Regions from separate parts of the Mus musculus genome. Here region 1 is linked to region 2. The links are chromatin contacts, called in public Hi-C maps. All regions are on one chromosome and are shown on one strand. Each heading gives the region's core, a stretch centred on a gene start, on an enhancer-like site or on the middle of the called end of the contact. The rest is flanking DNA. Distances are from core to core; before and after follow the strand shown. Region 1 overlaps Polr3e (polymerase (RNA) III (DNA directed) polypeptide E). Region 2 holds the start of Pdzd9 (PDZ domain containing 9).

Region 1 (2,700 bases), core at 162-2,661, 260 kb after region 2:
GAAGATGTGCCAAAGCTGAGAGTGGCAGAGTTGCCACAATTTTGAGACTATATTAGTGTATATCAAGCTGTGTGCTTCAGCTGGGGGTGTCTAGTGTGTCAGAGCACACTCCGCACATCTGTTGGCTGCTCAAGGTACTACATTCAGCACTTGGGCTTTGCAAAGCAACGAATGACAGGCTCTGAGAAGAGAGGAGACATTCCGAAGTGTATCACTAGTGCTCACCTTTAACCCCAGCACTCGGGGGCAGAGGCAGGGCGTCTGGTATATTACACGGTACGTCCAGGACTTCTAAGGCCATGTAGGGAGATCCTGTCTCAAGAATCCTGTTGTCGTCCATAGCTACTGTCTTGTTCTGAACTACAGCTCAATGCTGCAACACTACCCACCCTCCTGCCCCCCGCCCCCTTTTTTTTCTTTTTCTTTTTTTTTTTGAGATAGGGGTTTCTCTGTAGTCCTGGCTGTCTTGGAATTCACTCTGTAGACTAGAGTGGCCTCAAACTCAGAGATCCACCTGCCTCTGCCTCCCAAGTACTGGGACTAAAAGTGTGTGCCACCACTGCCTGCTCATCTGTTGTTAGATTTATTATGTCTGACTGCTTTGTCTGCACGTGTGTATGTACATTGCTTGCGTGCCTGGTGCCTGCAGAGTCCAGAATTGGAGTTAGGAGTGCTTGTGAGGGGCCGTATTTGTGCTAGGAATCAGATGTGGGTCCTCTTGAAGAGCAGTAAGTGCTCTTAACTGCTGATCCATCTCTCCAGCCCAGGAAGCTATAATCCTTGCAGCCAGAGACATATTAGTTAAAGGCTATGCTGTCCTCTAATGGACTCTGGTAGGGTCTGGCAACAGCACTATAGCAGAGCCCAGAGGGAAGAGTGGGTGAGTTGTGCATTGTGGATAGAGGGAGCAGTAGGCATGAGGTTGGAGACATGACATGGCAGAGAGTGTAGAGAGGCAAATCTCAGGAAGTAGCCTTGAGCAGAATCAGGCTCCTGCTCTGGGCGTGCTTAGTGTGTCTAGTTGGAAACAGCTCCTGACCTGGTCTCCTGAAGAGGCTAAATTGGAATTGGAGTTGGCTTGGTGTTGTAACAGTGAGTGTAGGCCTTCTGGGGGACTTGGTGTTTCCTTTGAGCAAGTTGGGTATGTCGGCTTTGGGTTGTAGCGGCATGTTCAAACCCTTCTTCTTTTGCCAGGTGAGCTCCACCTGACACCTTTACATGGCATCCTACAGCTTCGGCCCAGCTTCTCCTACCTTGATAAGGCAGATGCCAAGCACCGAGAGAGGGAGGCAGCCAATGAGGGTGAGCCTGCTGACAGCCTGTGGTCTGAATGAGCTCACGTGAGCACTTGACAGAGATCAGGTGGTGGGATTCTTACTGACATGCCAGGCCCTTGCCTACTAAATACCACATCTGGGACAACCAAAAAATGTCCCCACAGATGGCCAGACATCACCTGAGGATTAAACTGCTCCAGTTGAGAGCAGGGCCCCTTGCTTGGCGCTCTTGAGGGAGGGTTATGTTGGGGCAGAATGAGCAGTCCCAGTAGAGACTGTACTGACAGCTTGCTTTGCAGCAGGGGATTCTTCTCAGGACGAGGCAGAAGAAGACGTTAAGCAGATCACGGTGAGCTCTGGCCCTGGGCAGGAGGGAGCAGCATGTATGGAAAAAGCAGGGTCCGAGCTAGCAGAAAGGACTTCCCCATCTGTGGGAGTAACAGATGCACAGTATTGTTGACCCCCTCCCTGCTCCCCAGTCTGCTGCCTGGAGGAAATAACTACCCCCGCCCATCTGTTGAAACTGGGATAGCCTGGTTCTGTATAGTTGCTGGGATCCTGGGGTGTGGCCAGAATTGCCTGGAAACAGGAAGGTACAGCCCAGGATCCCCAGTGAAGTCACAGAGGCTCAAAAAAATCTCATGTTAATTACCTTTGTGATTCTGCATATTTAAATAGTGGTTACCTTACCAACAAGTTTGACTTTGGAAGATTTAGATAGAATATTAGTCTTCCACTCAGGATGCATGAAGTCCCTCCTATTTATGTATATGTAGTTTGCAATAACCATTGAAAGAAAATGCTGCGCAGTAATGTCACAGCTGGCACAGAAATGCCTATAGAGTTTGCACACCCTGGTAGACCGTCCTCTCCTGAAGTGATGTAACAGAGCTCAGGCTTCAGAGGTTGTCCTGTTCTCAGCAGTGGGTTGGCTAGCCGTTAAAACCTCCTGTACCTTCGTGGGTAAATGCCTTCATCTGAAAAGATATGTGTTGGCACCCATGTGGCCCAGCTGGAAAGCCTTGGCCAGGGCAGACAGAAGCAAGAAAATACCAGTTTGCATTAGTATCCCAGAGGCTGAATTCCAAAAGCAAAGTGGGAGGGGGTTCAATGGTTTGGTAAGATCTTTGGGGGCCACAGATGTGGGGGTGTGACCTCTCCCTTCTTCACAGGTACGGTTCTCCAGGCCAGAGTCCGAGCAGGCTCGCCAGCGCCGCGTGCAGTCCTATGAGTTCTTGCAGAAGAAGCATGCAGAAGAACCCTGGGTCCACCTGCACTACTATGGCATGAGGGTGAGACAGCGCAGGATCTGGGGGAAGAGCCCTGATGCCCAAGAGCCGCTTATCTCACTTCTAGCTCACCCTGTCTATGGCCACTTTGCTATACCCTAGAGAGCATCACGTGTGTGAGCAGTTTGCATCTT
Region 2 (2,768 bases), core at 161-2,660:
ATGCTAAATAGAAAGGTCCAGAGAGCTCTGAACACAACAGGGACCTAAATTTCACATAGGGACAGGGACCAGCTTTCCCTGAAGGAGTAAATATGAATCAGAGTCAAAGTACCAACCAGCGGGGTAGAAGGGTCTAAGGCAAGAGGAAACCAGCCTTCGTGGGGCTGCCTGGAGCAGCATTGGCAGGTGGGGGAGGCCCACGGCCCGGCGATGGGCTGCTATCCAGGTCTACCTTAAGGAAATCTTGGAAGCAATTTAAGCTGGACATGATCTCAGGTTGTCATGGTTTTGAATAAAATCACCATCCTGGCTGCTGTGTGGAGCCCAGAATGGAGAGAAGAAGTAAAAGCAGACTGCAGTCCCTCAAGCATCTCACAGCCTGGCAGTAGAAATGGGCAGTGGTGGAACCACACAGCATCTGGGAGGAAAGACAGCATTCTGTACCACACGCAGCTCCTTCTGCAAGGGCTAGTGATGCTCTGAGATTCGCCAGGCCTCGGCCGAGTCTGTGTGTCTGGGGCATTTCCAGGATCACTGTTAAGATGGGCTTCTCAGCTTCCCGTGTCCAGTGGTAGGGACTCAAGAGGCTCACGGCAGTTCTCAAAGCAGATACCTTTGTTGGATAACTCCAACAACCTCAGTTGGAGAACTGAAGCTTACAAGTTAAATGTACTTATTAAGTAATCTTATTTCAAACAAACAAACAAACAAAATAGCAGTGGGATGGATGAGACGGCTCATCTGGTTAAGGCAGTCAAGCTGGACAAACTGACTTCAGTCCCCGGGGCTCACACGGTAGGAAGAGAGGACTCACACAAGGTCTCCCCGAAACCCCATACACCCAACAAAATATCATTTTAAAAGTTTAAAGAGAGAAGAGTGAAAGAACTAACTCAAAAATATCTTTACACATGGTTCCATGTTTAGTCACTGTCCATGGAAAAACTTCTAGAAAACAACAAAGCTACAAGAAATGGGGGTGAATAAAGGGCGATTAAGGGGAGTGAACATGTTCTCTTGTTTGAGTGTGGTAGTGGTCAAGAGTATTACATACTTGTGGAAACTCATAGAGCTGTCCACTAAAAAAGAACATCGCACTGCATGCAAAGTTATATCTCCAACAAACAATGGTGAGAGACTCCGACGTGTGGCTGACTGCCCATTTTACAGGAAAGGCAAATCTAGGAAGGCTTGGAACCCAAGGCATCACCCTCGTCCTGTTTCCCCGTTTACCATTTTTGCTTTTGAGAGAGCCCTTTTCCATTGCTCAGAGCAGGGCTCTCTTGATCCTCCCAAAGCCTAGGCTGGAATCTGTCCCAACTTCCAACAGTTTGGAATCCTCGAGACCCCAGATGAGGACCTCAGGCCACGGGGAATCCTCGATCCGTCCATCTCTTCGAATGGCCACCAGGGGGCGCTGCAAGGCTGCTTCCCAGATTTTGGGCAGCCCCGTAGTTGCCACACGGCTTCAGTAGACCCTGGAAAATGTGGCAAGAGTGAAAACTACTCCAATGTAGAGTATGAAAATTATATGGAAAACTTTTTTTCTGCAGGAATGAGCAGAGTGCCAGCTTCACACAAGCCTCTTCATTCATTGTGGGAAAACACTGGAGACAGAGTGAGAGTATAGAGGGGAGAGGGCCTCCATATGTGAGCAACAAGGCTGGGAGACTATAGAAGATCCCGGAATCCCCTGAATGGTGGTATTCAAACGTTGTTACATCAACAGCTCTAACTGCCGTGCCAGTGTACTTTACTCATGTGTGTTCTACATGAGAAAGGGCCAAGAATGGCCTGAAAACAGTGAGTCACTATTAGAGACAGATTATTGCTTCCTTTCATTTCCTAAAAATAATTCCTCCTCCCCCACAATTCACTCATACAACAAAAATCCACTGGAAGCCACGGTGTGGCTTGCGGGGATGCTGAGGACAGGAAAGTAGACGAGATGGACAGAAACTTTACCCTCCTGGAAACTGAATTTCCTTTTTTTTTTTTTTTTTTTTTAATCCCCCACTCCCCACAAGACTGTGTGTAATCTGTGTAGCCCTGGCTGTCCTGGAACTCACTCTGTAGACCAGGCCTCTACTGCCTCTGCCTGCCAAGTGCTGGGGTTAAAGGCACAAGACACCACTGCCTGGCTAGAACTTTTCTTTCTCTCCTTCTGCCCTCCTCTTCTTCCTCTCTTCCTCCTTCCTCTCCTCTTCCTCCCCCTCTTCTTCTTTGAGACATGGTTTTGTGTTTTGTTTTGTTTTGTTTTGTTTTGTTTTAATGTATCATTGGCTGTCCTGAAACTCAAACTCATAGAGATCCACCTGCCTCTGTCTCTAAAGTGCTGGATTAAAGGCTTGTGCCAGCATTGACCAGCTTGGAAATTGTATTTTTAACATAGATGAAGGAGAGAATTTTAGGAAAGTACAGATTATGGAAGACAAATTTTAGAAGATAAAATAGTATAATGAAGCGGATCACCACTCTGATGGAGGAAAAAATTAACCACCTTGCCCTGGGGCACTCTGTCCTGTAACAAATGGTTACCAAACACCTATTGAAAGTCTGGTGCTGTGCCAAGACTTTTAGGGTGAGCCTGGGTAGGTCTCAGCTTAGTCTTCTGTTTCTCTAGCTCTGCCCAAACAATAAACCAGGACGGATTTTCATTGGCTATACCCCTTCCTGCAGGGTTTTGTGCAAAGGGAACCTCCTGCTGCATTTCTTCTGATAGACCACCCTTTTCTTTTTCCAGTTTGGCTGGAATCCATTCAGGTGCC

Evidence for each region. A called contact is a pair of places that touch in the nucleus more often than the background predicts.
Region 1: a contact with region 2 is called in a Hi-C map of embryonic stem cells, with 2.5 times the contacts expected there. The contact joins the enhancer-like site here to the promoter of Pdzd9 in region 2. A contact is called at or near these places in 4 of 39 promoter capture datasets (the HPC-7 cell line, embryonic stem cells, hippocampal neurons and 1 more), 22 of 484 Hi-C or Micro-C datasets (the AML12 cell line, B cells, CD4 T cells and 12 more), 8 of 115 datasets of contacts at active chromatin or transcription factors (embryonic hindbrain, embryonic stem cells, extraembryonic endoderm stem cells and 4 more) and 3 of 9 other capture datasets (adipose tissue, embryonic stem cells and liver).

What each region holds. Positions count from the first base shown.
Region 1 is chr7:120,929,685-120,932,384 of GRCm38.p6, forward strand. It overlaps Polr3e (polymerase (RNA) III (DNA directed) polypeptide E), which reads left to right. Exons shown (of 21, transcript NM_025298.4): 7 at 1,195-1,302; 8 at 1,577-1,626; 9 at 2,450-2,569. Among named protein-coding and RNA genes, the nearest start is that of Polr3e, 13 kb to the left of the region's middle. Within about 2 kb of position 1,412, at least 5 of the 459 cell types and tissues checked have an H3K27ac peak or open chromatin away from gene starts, as enhancers often do. A contact at or near this core is called in embryonic stem cells, where this site is marked.
Region 2 is chr7:120,668,933-120,671,700 of GRCm38.p6, forward strand. Pdzd9 (PDZ domain containing 9) reads right to left here and starts at 1,411. Exons shown (of 4, transcript NM_001040136.2): 1 at 1,234-1,411. The coding sequence starts at 1,264.